Regions from separate parts of the Sus scrofa genome. Here region 1 is linked to region 2. A link is a contact called in public Hi-C data. All regions are on one chromosome and are shown on one strand. Each heading gives the region's core, a stretch centred on a gene start, on an enhancer-like site or on the middle of the called end of the contact. The rest is flanking DNA. Distances are from core to core; before and after follow the strand shown.

Region 1 (2,806 bases), core at 47-2,546, 53 kb after region 2:
TGTCTGCTTGCTTTTTTGAATAAAGTCACTAGCCCTTGCTTCCACAACTAATCTCTTGATTTACGGGCCTATTGCATGCTGAGGAGAAAGAGTTTGAACTTAGTAAGAATACCATACCCAATCGATTGAAGATTCACTTTTCTCCTGGGCTGGTGGGGATTGGGAAGCAATAACAACACAGTGGTTTGCTTCCCCAGGTACTCACAATCCCAGCCTCCTAAGAGATCTCCTGCTGTCAGTCTTCCCCACTCCAAGGCTTTCTTCTGCCTATTGCTCTCAGACTGTTTGTACTAACTAAGTACTGGTCTAATTATGTCTCATCATCCTTTTGCTCAGAACTCTTAAACCACTTCTTTTTGCATATAGTATAAAAACCTCCCTTTTCAATGGTACACTCTCCTAAATTCTTTTTATCCCATGCCTTCTACGTAGATTGCATCAATTGCCTTTCCTCAGAATTTGGCTCTCATCAGAGCCTTAATGGTGCTTTTGTGCCTTCTTCCTGGAATATCCTTCCCATCTGTTCATATCTTTTGGAACCCTCTCACTCTCAAGAACGGCTCAAATATCAGTCTGGACTCCTACAGAGTGTAGTACCTCTATCATAGTACTAACCCCATGTTATGCTCTCCGTTAGAGTTTGTGGCTTATCTTAAATGTCTGTCCAAGAAAAAAGCTACCTTGTTCATTTTGGTATTACTTCCCATTGAACCATGCTGCCTCTTAATGAGTGGCTCAATAATAATGGTAGACATTGTTTGTAATCCCCTCATATTTTTGCCTTTTTAATGTTATAAAGTCATATATGATAACTCATTTTCACTTGGTATATTCATTTTAATTCCCTGTTCAAACTTTTTTTTTCATGTTTAGTCAAAGTGACTCCCCATTAAAAGCTTTTCCCCCTTTCTCTCCATCTATAAGCAAGGCTAACAACAGGGAGGAACCCAGTGGTTTCGGAACCAACTCCCCACAATCCTAGCCTTCTCGTTCCAGAGTGGAAAATGTCAAGAGAAAGAGCATAACTCATCAAAATTTATGGTTTATTCTGATAAAAAGATAGTTTCACATTTGGAAAATAACTCTTAGATGTTCCCAGTTTCTTTGGGGGAAAGGAGCAAATAAAAACCTAGTCCAACCAAATGAGATTTAGGCTGATATATCAGAAAAACAGAGAATCTAATCTTTTAAAAAAGTGTGTTCAATTTTTTAGTTTTTCCTCTCTGGTAGAAGGAAATTTAGTCAATTTTCACGGACCTTAGACAGAATCAAAGATCAGCATGTTGAAGTTAATCAGTAACTCGAAATGCCTTTTTTCATGTGTTTGGAAGAAAGAAAAGGGGACAGATTGCTGTGGAAGTATAAGATGTTATTTCTGCACAAATACTTGTATCTCTACCAATTTTAAATGTCAGTTTTCTTCTCCCTAAGTTTATTTTACCTGTCTGCTTGGATGAAATTCATAACTATCCATGCCTGAGGAATATTATCTTTCTCATACATTTTGCTATAAAACATTTTGTCGTACTTTGTGCACTGTGTGTTGAAAATTCTGTAACTAAGTTATATAATCGAAACAATTCAAGACTTAACTTGAAAAAGAGTCACAAACTGAACTGGAATGAAAAGAATATATTTTGCAAAAGCAAACCAGTGAAAGCTGGACATGTTATGTTCTAAAATAACAGCTTACATTTCTTTAATCCTTGAAATCATATTTAGGTATTATTTTCCCATAAAGCATTATATACAGATAAGATTTTGGAATAAGATGAGATTTTGGACCACTTTATGGATAAGGAAATATTAAGCTTAATATATTAATTAAGCAATTAATTAATATCATTAACTATAAATATTAAGCAATTGTATCACTTTATGGATAAGGAAATAGTAAGCTTAGAAATGTTAAGTCCCCTTTTCAAGGTCGCGCAGAAATTAGTAGCAGAGCTTACATGAGAATTTAACTTGTATGATTCTAGAGCTATGTCTCTTTACTTACAGTATGGTGGATACTGTCTGATTTCAAAACTAGGATGTATATTATGACAGTTTAATTTGACTTAAATGGAAAAAATGGTACAGACTATTTGGAATCACAACTGTCCTCCCAAATCTGGCACTTGGTAACCAACACACAAGTTTGTGTCTTAGTTTATCTGTGCCCCTTAGTTTATTTTTTCAATGTAAACATTATATTTTTGTGCTTTATCAATTTTCATGGTCTTCTTTAAATTGGCCAAACAGAAACATGAAAAGCAAACATTGATGTTCCACATTAGTGAATAATATCAATACCACTTAAAACTTCATTATCAAATATTAAGAATCCTCAGTTCATGCAGCTATTTAAAGATAAATATAAGGAATTCTTATGATTTGGGATTTATCTGCTAACAATGTAATAATGCATATAGCATCTTAAAAAATAAAATAAATAAGGAAACAAACCCCTTTAGAGTTGCTAGCGGGGAGGGCAGTAGGTACTGAGCAAAAATAAAGTTGCCACATTCTTGGCTTCTTGAATTTCTTGGAGCTCATCTTCAGAGTCACATTATCCTTGTTAGAGATTATAGGGGGGATAGCCTTCAGGAACAAAGACTTCGGATCAAGGTAAAAATATGCAATAAGCAGTATGCCCCTAAGCGGTCTGAAGAATACATCCTTGAAGAGGGAAATCCTGGCCAAAAAAAGTGTCCTCTGAGTCTGGACTCATTATCCATGGTTTTGAATATTCAGAGTTCACAGGTCCAACCTGTGCTTGGCAATAATTCTGTTTTCCTGAGCCCCATGGCGTGCCCAGCTG
Region 2 (2,700 bases), core at 161-2,660:
CTAGACAATTCCAACTGATGTAATAATTCTCCCATTTTGTTCAAGCATAGCACCAACATACATAATAGGCTAAGTGGTAAAATGGGCTTACACAGTACATTTCTTTTATTTAGTCAAAGACAAAGCATATTAGTTCAAGAATAATCTTATTAGAAAAGCTTCAATGCCAAAGTTCAGTACTTTAATAACAACTCTTCTTGTAGGGATGAACATTTCTATGAAAGCCCAGAAATGGGTGTGGCTAACTTAATACGATAAATAGGAGAGGCCTTAGTTTTCCCAAACTATAAAAAAAATGAATGTAACATTCCCACTTGACTACCTTCCAAGGATGCTGCAATATTTAACACTGTTATTTATGGCACACAGTAATATGCATTGAGAAGGAACTGTGTAAGCAACATTCTTGCAAATAATGTTTTGATGAGAATTTCCTCCAGCAAATATTTTCTCCATTATAAAATGTTCAAAAGTATGCAGAGATAAACTGTAATTACTGGAGACTTTGTAATTAGCATGCAAGCTTAGTGCAATCCACAGCAGGCTAAGGGTTGCATTCACAGAAGACTGCAACAATTCACTGGAGTTGAGAGACCCAGTACGCAGTAGCCCAATAACCAATAGAAATCCATTGACCAGGATGCCTAACTAGAAATAAAAATAATTTTATTGGTTCTGTTTTTAAACAATAGTTCACATTGCAATTAATTTTTAATATAGAAAGGCTGAAGCATATGTCTAAAAGTCTGGAGTAATTTTTTTACTTTACTAAATGTATTTAAGTTTGGACACTTATTACTGAAGTAGAAAATGGGTGCCAATTTTACATCGTGATTTGTTCTAAACATTTCACCATCATAAAAAAGGATATCTGAAGTGCCTCTTTAATCAGGTACTAGTGAGGTTAGTAAATACGGCCCTACCCACTTAGGAACTTATTGACTCTGTAATGTTTACCTTTACTATTCTAGTCTAGAGCAAGCGAGATGGATTCAATGTTCCCAAAAGATACTACATGTGGGCCAATATTTTCTTTAAGCTACCATGAGAAACGAACTACAAAATAAATAAATATCTGTTTCTGTGCAGTCAATTATATAATGAGAAATTCCTTCCTGAGCTCCTTCTCTCTATCCCTCAATGTTCCTAAATATTCTCAGAATTTATAGCAATACGTTTAAATCAGAGGGGCCTCAAAAACAATGTCTGAGACCAAAGACAGAGTGAGGCAGGCAAATACATTAACTAGTTTGTCAGTAAACATATCAGTCAGTCCACAGTATTTATTTCTGACTTGATCAACTTCTTTTGGCAGATTACTAGGCATTGTGAGTTGACAGGCTTAGTTTAGGGCCAAAGAAGTTTGAACTGTTGCAGAGAACAGTAGGAAGAGGCAGCAAGGGTCAAGTGATAGCCTTGGAACTTTCAGCTTGGAATGGTGCGAACACTGGCCAAACTAAAGATTTGGCCTCGTAAGACCTCTTAACTTTTCTGTAGGTCACCTGGAGTTTTGCAGTCAGAAAGGTGATGAGCTAAGACTGTTGCTATGACAAATGATTAACCAAGGACTTGAATGTACTGAGGTTTTTATATGTGCTAACTGATGTAGTCTTTCAGTGTGCAACCATATAGCAATCACCAGACTCTTCAAAAAAAGAATGCGGAGTTCCCTTCATGGCTCAGCAGTTAACGAACCCGACTAGGATCCATGAGGATGCGGGTTCGATCCCTGGCCTCGATCAGTAGGTTAAGGATCTGGCATTGCCATGAGCCGTGGTGTAGGTTGAAGACATGGCTTGTACCCCAGGCCTGGGAACTTCCATATGCCATGGATGTGGCCCTAAAGGGGAAAAAAAAATTAGATTGCAACAAATAACTCAGAAACACAATTCTAATGACCATGTTTTCAAAAAGTCTTTATCCCCTTAGGATCTATATAGGAAACTATGATGCTCTAAGATTTGTAAACAGTTTCTTTGGCCGGCATATGTTCATTTTAATCTATGGCAATTGTCAAATATTTCACTTCAAGCTTAGTAGGTTCAATTTTTCTTACTTAGACATCTTTCCCTTCCCAGAGGTTTATATGAGGCCTTGACGACCTAACCCAACCCCTATTTTCGGACGTGATAGAATGGATAGGTGGGTTCTGGGCCAGAGTCCTTCTCAGAAGACCAAGCAGTACCCCTGGATCCTGGGACAGCTTGGGGAGAAGTGGCTGGAAATTCTCAGAAGGGTAATGATGCAGGATGTATTTGATGGAGACCAAAAGCATCCTGAGGTTCAGAGACACATCATCTAGGTCTAGAGCCGGCGATATTTGCTTCATAATATCCCATGGTGGCATGTAGGGCAGAGGAGTTATCTTTTTTTGCGTTCTACTGACGCATTCATTCCATCCCTGATTTTCTTTCTTTTTTCTTTTTACAGCTGCACTTGCAGCATATGGAAGTTCCAGGGCTAGGGATTAAATCGGAATTGCAGTTGCAGGCCTATACCATAGACAGAAACACTAGATCAGCTCCCTGACTTTAAAAAAAAAAAAAAAAAAAAAAACGGTTTTAGTGGTTTGTTTAAACTACTGTTTTACTTTAAAATAATTAAGAAAATACTTTTTAAAATAGTTAAGAACGTATAGTGCCTACTATGTGCCAGCCATAGTCTAAGTATTGTTTTTTCCACATATTAACTCATTTAATA

The links. Hi-C and Micro-C count contacts between places; a contact is called where the count stands out from the background.
Region 1: a Hi-C map of liver shows a contact between it and region 2, with 1.7 times the contacts expected there. The contact joins two enhancer-like sites. A contact is called at or near these places in 1 of 5 promoter capture datasets (fetal skeletal muscle), 17 of 47 Hi-C or Micro-C datasets (blood, differentiating spermatogonia, embryonic fibroblasts and 9 more) and 1 of 2 datasets of contacts at active chromatin or transcription factors (skeletal muscle).

What each region holds. Positions count from the first base shown.
Region 1 is chr11:46,570,080-46,572,885 of Sscrofa11.1, forward strand. It overlaps a transcript of KLF12 not described here. Among named protein-coding and RNA genes, the nearest start is that of KLF12, 260 kb to the left of the region's middle. Within about 2 kb of position 1,297, at least 4 of the 83 cell types and tissues checked have an H3K27ac peak or open chromatin away from gene starts, as enhancers often do. A contact at or near this core is called in liver, where this site is marked.
Region 2 is chr11:46,516,496-46,519,195 of Sscrofa11.1, forward strand. It overlaps a transcript of KLF12 not described here. Among named protein-coding and RNA genes, the nearest start is that of KLF12, 210 kb to the left of the region's middle. Within about 2 kb of position 1,411, at least 3 of the 83 cell types and tissues checked have an H3K27ac peak or open chromatin away from gene starts, as enhancers often do. A contact at or near this core is called in liver, where this site is marked.